Regions from separate parts of the Mus musculus genome. Here region 1 is linked to region 2. A link is a contact called in public Hi-C data. All regions are on one chromosome and are shown on one strand. Each heading gives the region's core, a stretch centred on a gene start, on an enhancer-like site or on the middle of the called end of the contact. The rest is flanking DNA. Distances are from core to core; before and after follow the strand shown. Region 1 holds the start of 1700044C05Rik (RIKEN cDNA 1700044C05 gene). Region 2 holds the start of 4933431J24Rik (a long non-coding RNA gene).

Evidence for each region. Hi-C and Micro-C count contacts between places; a contact is called where the count stands out from the background.
Region 1: a contact with region 2 is called in a Hi-C map of LSK cells, with 1.6 times the contacts expected there. The contact joins the promoter of 1700044C05Rik here to the promoter of 4933431J24Rik in region 2. A contact is called at or near these places in 7 of 484 Hi-C or Micro-C datasets (LSK cells, embryonic stem cells, myeloid progenitors and 1 more) and 4 of 115 datasets of contacts at active chromatin or transcription factors (craniofacial prominence, embryonic stem cells and stem cell-derived neural progenitor cells).

Annotation. Positions count from the first base shown.
Region 1 is chr14:118,364,020-118,368,092 of GRCm38.p6, reverse strand. 1700044C05Rik (RIKEN cDNA 1700044C05 gene) reads right to left here and starts at 2,215. Exons shown (of 6, transcript NR_045624.1): 1 at 1,974-2,215; 2 at 752-811; 3 at 397-469.
Region 2 is chr14:118,208,963-118,212,920 of GRCm38.p6, reverse strand. 4933431J24Rik (a long non-coding RNA gene) reads right to left here and starts at 1,956. Exons shown (of 5, transcript XR_383762.3): 1 at 422-1,956. Gm31981 (a long non-coding RNA gene) reads left to right here and starts at 1,216. Exons shown (of 2, transcript XR_383764.2): 1 at 1,216-1,457; 2 at 1,619-2,500.

The DNA.
Region 1 (4,073 bases), core at 966-3,465, 150 kb before region 2:
AGCACTTTGCCGACTGAGCTGTGTCTCCACACCCTGATGAATTTCCCATCTTATCTAAATGCTGCAGTCAGGCTTATACTTACAACAGGCTTAGACCGCCATGTTTTAGGAAAGTCAGGGGTGTTCTATAGCCTCAGTGGCATGGCACAACAGAACGTGTGCAAAACAATGTTATGCATGTCACAAATGGGAACTACGCGTGATACAGTTTGCAGAGTCAAATGAGATGGGTAAAATTAATTCTAATGATATTTTATTTAATCCTATAAAACCCAAGCATCATTTAGACAGAATCAAAATGTTTAAAAAAAAACCTTGACATGTCTTATTATTATTATTAACTTTTCAAAAAAAACTTATGTGTAATTTATACCAGTACCAGCATCATCTACTCACATGTCAAGTACAGGTTAGATGCACTTGGCTTGTTGCCGCCATCTTGGAACCCACAGGGCAGTTTAACACACACCTGTATCAGACATGTAATGTGGACAAGATGTGAATGGGGTAATTAAGTAAGGGAGGAGCTTAAAGAAGGTTGAAGCTGTCGGGCTGAGGAATTCATCAAGGCATTCAGAATGGATGAGAGCAAGGGGAGGCAGGGATAGGCTAGTCCTACACAGAAAAGTCCCCAGGATACCAGGAGAGAAGGCGCTAAGAAGGGGGGAAATCAGCATTCAAAGTAAAGCAGAATAGAGTCCAGAGGGACATCTGGGTGTCTGATGGCTACACACAGCTCTGCTAGACTCACCGCCTTTGTGAGTCTTGCCTCCTTGCATGTGGTTTCCATACCCCAGGCTAGCGTGCAGCCCTAGAATGGCAAGGGGAGAAGTGAGGCTGTGTTGACCTGTGATGACAAAATGCTGATTGTCTGGAACTGAAACTTTAGAGTTTCACATTTGTTCTACCTGCCAGAGCTTTTGCATCCAATAGCATTTTATGAGAGAGTCCGAGAGGGGAAAGCAGCACACATACACGTGTGTGTGTGTGTGTGTGTGTGTGTGTGTGTGTGTGTGTGTGCGCGTGTGCGTGTGCGTGCGCATGCACATGCACAAAGAAAATTTCCTCACAAAACAAAAACAGTATTTTCAGAATTTACTCTGCTTTCAGACTATTTCCATCAAGCTTCTTATTCATTTTGACTTATTTCCATCTATAAGCAGACTAACGCTTCTTTCTGCTTTTATTGTTCTTCAAGAATAGGCTTTCTATTGGAGGAAAATAATGTCTCTGAGACCACCACTTTGCCCACTGCAGATCTTCATTAATCTGCAGCCACAGAGCAGGCTTTTAGCAGCGAGCACTTTTGATGGGAATTGAATTTGATATTGCATTATGGGTGTAGGGCCCCTCACAATAGACTGTGTTCTTTCTTGTGACTGAGCACAATCCGAGGGACCCAATTAAATAATTTAGTGCAATAATGGAGAACAAAAGCGCATGAGGGCTTATAGAGAGGCCTCTGCGAGTGCATTCTCCCTTTCCTGTATCATGTTAATTAATTTGCCTCAAAACTAAAAGAAAGAGTACAATGTGGAGGAGAGGAGCTCCCTACAAGATGGAGACAGTGTTTTCATACAGCTTCTACAGCAAATGGACTCTCAGGGAAATGGCAGTACACAGGTGTCTTAGGGCTGTGGTAACAAAGGCCCCAAACCTGCTGGCTTAAGATGACAGACTTGTGTATCACGGTGCAGGACTCTCGAAATCAAGGATTCGGCAGAGCTATGTTCCCTCTGGGATTGAGGGTAGAACCTCCCCCCCGCCCCCTTGCCTCACTCCAACTTCTGGTGGTGGACAGCGGTTCTCAGCACCTTGACTAGCTTCTATGCCTAGTCTCTGCCTCTGTTGTCACCTGGCATTTAACACTAACCCTAACCCTAACCCTAACTCTAACCCTAACCCTAACCCTAACTCTCTCCTACTATTCCCCTTCTATAAAAAAGATACCAGTCAGATAGAGTAAGGCTTACTTGGTCATGTCATATTTGATGTGTTAGAATGGCGGGTCGAGTCTCAATAGCACACTAGGCCAAGGCAGTTCCACATGGAAGAGGGTTTTTTGGGGAAAGAGAGAGAAGGTGGTGACAGAAAGAGAAGAGGGGGAGAGAGAGAGGGAGGGGCATTCTCCTTATTTATATGGAGAATGTCTACGCAGGGAGGTGAGCCAATTGAATGTTGGGAACATGGTGCCTGTTGCCTTGGCAACAGGTCTGCAGGTCGAAGGTCATGCTGTCACCTGTGTGATGTCATAGGTTTGGGAGGTCCTGATGCCAACAATATTAACTAGATTGCACCTGAAAAAGATCCTGTTCTCAAATAAGACTATATCCCAGGCACCGGGTTAGGACAGAAACATAGCATTGAGTGGGGACACAATGGCCAGTGATGACATTCTATGCCTTTCCACATAAAGGTGTTTTCTGGGTTGCTTCTGAATGATCCTTCAGTTAATTCAGATAGTGCTGTCCGTGCAGATGAGCAGGAGACTCTGGAGTCCCCTCAGCCCCTGACAGTAAACAGTACACCTTTACAATATGACTGTGGACAGAGAAATGCACACAGCAGTCTAAGAGTCCATTGGTTAGAAGCTGACATGGTCACACAGAGTGTGCCAGGAACCCCGGCCCTCACCTCTGACTCATCTGAGGCAGGTTCTGGCACACTAAAAGTCTTCCTTGTTCCTATAACGGCCTCTTCTGTGCTGGGAGAACCACCTGGGGATGTTTGGCTCAGGCACACTCAGGCATCACTGCTAATCACCACGGTCAACCATAGAAGCTAATCCTGGGTTTCTGGGAAACATGGAAAGTTCTCTATCTAAGGAAGGATAATGCTAAGCAGAGGAGGTTGCAGTGTTTGTTATTCAGTGTAGTTATTAGTCAGACTGCTCCAAGCAATAAGCTGGTCATGCTCTCTGTCATCTAGGACCTACGTGACATCTTCACGTACAGTTTGCCCAAGAATGTCTATTTCTAACGTTTAGGTAAATAAATTGTTATTGTGTATTAACAGCAGAAGGTAAGTCTTTTGCACACTGGCTGTGGCTTGCCAGGGAGCCCTAAGAATCCACCTGCTCCTGCCTTCCCCGAGCTGGGAGTACAGGCGGGCATCACTACACCGAGTAGCCTCTTTACATGGGGTCTAGGGATCAAGCTCCGGTTGTTAGGCTTGCAAAGGCAAGGTCTTTGCTGACTTGTTCTCTCCACAAAGTCTTACATAGCAGCTTATAGGGATAAGGTTGCAGGGCAACCATCCTTACCATCTTCAAGTTCACGGTGTAATGGCCTTGAGTTTGCTCAAGGTGTGTGTGTGTAACTGTCAACACCACCCATTCCCAGAACACCCTCACCATCCCACACAGGAACTGTTGTGATTAAACAACCCCTCCAGCCCCCTGGTCACCACCACTCTACTTTCCATCTTTGGAGAAACTGTGAAGGGGCCTGCTGTCCCCTTGGCTTGCGCAGTGGTACAAGAGAGCTTTCTCATCCCCAAGTTCCTCTGACATTTGAGTGGAGAAAGATTTTTCCCTTCCCCAGCTGGCTGTATAATTGCAGTGAGAAGCCAGGCTGGGGGTCAAGGGTGGAGGGGGCGCTCAGTAGCCTTCTGTGCTGTCTAACATGGAGGAAGTCAGGGACCTCCGCAAACTTTCACGGATGGTAGGAATTCTTGACTCAGATTCCCAAAGTGGAGAGCATTGCACTCAAGTCTGGGGAGTCAAAGTTGGGAGAGGGAAGCCTGTTGTGGCCCAGTGTGGCTTGAAGTCTTCTGTGTTTGTGGGGGAAGCTTACATCCTCTTCCACCTCTCTTGAAAATGTAAGTTAAAGAACTAGGCCTTTTTTCCCCACTTAGGAGGGTACCCCAAAGCTACCACCCAGTTCAAGAAATATTTACCTTGAAATCACTGCCCTTGAACTTGAGAAATTGGTTTAGGCCATAGCATGCCCATGGCTTCTGGTCACGTGCACAGAGGATGGCGTCAGTCTTGCTTTTGTTCCAGAGAGCTTGGAAGATTTGAACACCCTGCCAGGCCTTATCTTCTGATGGTATTTCCCAAGCAAGCAGTCATC
Region 2 (3,958 bases), core at 707-3,206:
GGTCGCTCCAGTGGCAACCTACGTGGTTATCCTGGCTGCCCCCTAAGGCCTTAGTCCTAGATCTTCATGTAGCTGCCCACTGCGCATGCTCATGCCCGTAGTCACTCAAGTCCAGCTACACCGCTCCCATTCACCTTTCGCCCCCATGGCTGATCTCCCTCTTCCTTCTGTCAGGCACATCCATGAGTCACCAAGACTGTCCTGGCATCCCGTCCTGCTATCTCTCTCTCTCCACCCTTCCTTTCTATTCCCACTGCCCCTGGACCCCTGCTGCTTCAAGCCTGGGTAATTATAATAGCATCCTAACTAATCGCTTACTTGTTTCTCCCCCTCCAATTCACTGCTGCCACGGTAATCTCCCTAAAACACCACTTAATCATGCCAAACCCTTAATTAAAAATCTTCATTATCTCTTCATTACCACTAGGATGAAGTCCAAGCGCCTTAGTTTCCTTCCACATTCTGGCCTGAATCCACATTCCCAGCTTAAGGCCCACTATTTCCCAGTTTCCACAGACTCCACTAAGGCCGCTCCGATCACACCCTTCATCCACCTGGAACGGTTCCGTCGGGTCTGGTGAGACTCTGTTTGTCCTCTGAGATCCCTGTCAGGCCCTCTTGCCTTTTCTGTGACGTCATCGCTGGGTAACTGTGTCCTCGGAGAGTCTTTATCACGGCCTGGCATGATTCATTGGTTTGTTTGTGAGGTCTTTGTGTTTTCTCTCTTTGCAGACTGTATCATCTTAAAGCGAGAGACTTTTCTAGATCCCTCTGCACACACACCCGCTAGTTATAGACACACCACACCGCCCTGTCATTCCTAATAAATGATAATTAGGAGGCAGGTGGGTTTCTGAGTTCGAGGCCAGCCTGGTCTACAAAGTGAGTTCCAGGTCAGCCAGGGCTACACAGAGAAACCCTGTCTCGAAAAAAACAAACAAAAACAAAACAAAACAAACAAACAAATGATAATTAGCATATGATTTCGATAAAAGGAGTGTGATGACTGCCACAGCTTCTCCACAGCGATCCCTTTTATTTTCAGTGCCTACATGGGCGACTGAAGTGACTTGCCATGTGCAAGGGAATTTATGAAGTGTGAGTAGATGGTCACTTAAATCTGGCCAGTTTCAAAGACATGCGATTAAAGAAATGCTGGAAACGGTTGGTCCTTCGTAGGGAGGGCTGTTCCACTTTCTTCCTCTGGGCACCGCAGAGCACTGTGGGACTGGGCAATGACGTCACTAACAGTTGGAGCATGGCAGAAGGCTAAAGCAGGGAGAGTGGGCTATCCCTCAGTAATCCCTGATCCCTGAATGGGTTATCCCTCTGTGATCCTGTGAGTCTTCACAGGCATGGCATTTTGCTGCCTGTGTGCTAAGCTGACCCGCACAGGAGCTGGGCACAGTATGCCCGCAGGAGCAGGGCTCAGTATACCATGCATGGGGAAACAGCAGGTAGGATGGCTCTTCAGATTCTCATTAGAACACAAGAACCATGTGCTGAGACCTCAGTAGCTTAGAAACAAGCAGTGTATGTACTACCTCATCTTGGCTAGTAGGTGTTCCTTTCTTCTCAGGGCCTTCTCATATTTCACTAATGTCCCTGCACCATGCAGGACACTGCAGGAGCTGGCATGCATCCTCACGCCCAAGGAGCCTTGAGAACGAGCTCTCCACGGTATGCACCATGATGATGGGAGCCGTTGGAGTCTGGAATACATCGTTTTTGCCTCCCCCCACTTTCTGGGGAAGAATCAAGAAAAAGGAAACAGAAAACATTAGGTGATGGAAGATGTTGTGTTCAAGCCTCCTTTCTTCTCCCACTTTCATTCTAAGAACTTCTGAGAACAGGAAACTGGGCTGTGTACTTTCTCGTGCTCTGTGGAAGCCGGACATACAAACCCTTTGCTGTATATTCCCCATGATCCTGGGTGCCTACTGGATGCTTCTCCATGGGACTGGTGTTGCGACCAGACCTGCTTTACCCAAAGAATGAATGGATGCCGTCCAACTTGCTTATCCCATCTTTCCCAGAGAGTCTTAACTAGTAAGGGAACATTTCAGTAAATGAGACCTGAGACCACAGTTTGTACAAGAGACCAACAGATTTTGATTTTCAGAGATCGAAATAATTTCAAGTAGATGAAGCCATACCCACGTGAATTTTGTTCCCCAACTTAAAGTGATTCGCAGATTTAAAAATCACGAATTGTGTTTGGTTGAAAGACATCATCTGAATGAGGAACGTGGGAAATATGAGGTACCCTTTCACACAGATGACAAGAAACAAAGGTCTGCCATGTGCAAAGGCACCTGGCTTGACTGGAGTGGTTTTTGTGAGGACCACAAGAGACTGAAGTTTACTTCCCCATCAAGCTTGAACACCGATTTTTGTCTAGCCATCTAACCAAGTACACATAGGGGTAACATCAGGTGAATCAAGACATGTTTTGATATAAGACATAGCTAATAAAAATTAGCAGTATCTATCTCCTCTATCTTGGTTGCACTCTCTTCCTTCTTATTGCCTTGGAATTCTCGACTTGTTGACTGGGTATCCAGAGTATCCAGAGGGAAATACCTGGGTTATCTGGCACTCACTACATGGGGCGGGAAGAGTCCGAATGGATGAATCACTTTGGACTCTTTATAACACAGAGTCCATTTCTACACCCAGAAAGGTAATACCACCAGAAGATGTTTAAAGCATTTTATTAGGGAGTGGACTTCGGGATCTTCAAAGGAAAGGTGAAGACATCTTCCAAATTATTCACAAGTGACAGGCACCTTCCTTGTATAAAAATCCAGTGTTCTCAGACTTTGTCCTACAGTTCAGAGACACAGTTGACAGTTTTCTCCTCGCCTGGACCTGAATTTTACATAATTCATCTTGCAGATAAATAAGAGAAAAAGAACATTTTCTCTTTACTTACAAGGCTGCATTACGACACAGAGCAGACACATAGTTAGAAGAATCATTCTTTATCGAGAAGAAAATCCTGAAGTCCATTTCTCTATGATACTGGGGGTCTCCATGGTAACCACTTAAGGCTTGGTGATCTGCAGATGGCCAGGCTACTCAGGCTGAGACCTCTAGGCACACAAGCGCCACCTAGTGAGAAAATCGTCTTCGAAACTTTTCAAGGACCCAAATTTATTCATTTCCTATGGAAAAATAATTAACTTTACACAGACATGCCTATAATTTTAAATATTTTAGCATAGAATCCTAATTTTGAAATCAAAAGACTAGAGCTAGTGAGATGGTCCAACAACTAGGAAACTCAAAGATCTGACCAACGCTTTGTGTTAGTTACAATTTGGTTTAGATTCTTTGCACTCATGCATACTTCCAAAAGTGCTGACGTGTTATGTTTCAAATATAAAGAAAATCTTGAAAACTTTGAAAGAAAATAGAAGAGGCATGGAAGAAGGATTGGGAATGGAGTGGAAAGAAACAAAAAAAGAGACCTTTTGTTATATGCCAGCCAGTGTTTGTTTTGAACTACATGAATGCATTGCTAATAAAATAAATTAAATTTAAAAAAGAGATGTCAGCACATATTCATGTTGCAAGCATCCATTGAATTTAGCAGAAATAGTAGCGCAGTCACATTAAATTTATTTGCTAATCTGCAAAGAAAAACAATGCTTCCTCTCCATAAAATTAAAATTCCTTTTCTCCAAGCTCTCCCTCCGTCCCCCTCTCCTCCCCCTGACTTCCCTCTCCCCTCCTCCCTCTACCTCCCCACCTCCCCCCTCTCCTACCTTTTCCTCTCCTGGTCCCTCATATTTATGATGCATTTCTTACATTAGACCTGGGTAGACAACTCAAGTTCTGATTTTTTTTCCCAAAACCACTTAAATCAATGGTTCTGGACTTCCCTGGACATGCTATAGCAAGGAATTCACCTAATTTTATCCTTTGGCATGCTTACTAACACAGTAAACGCATG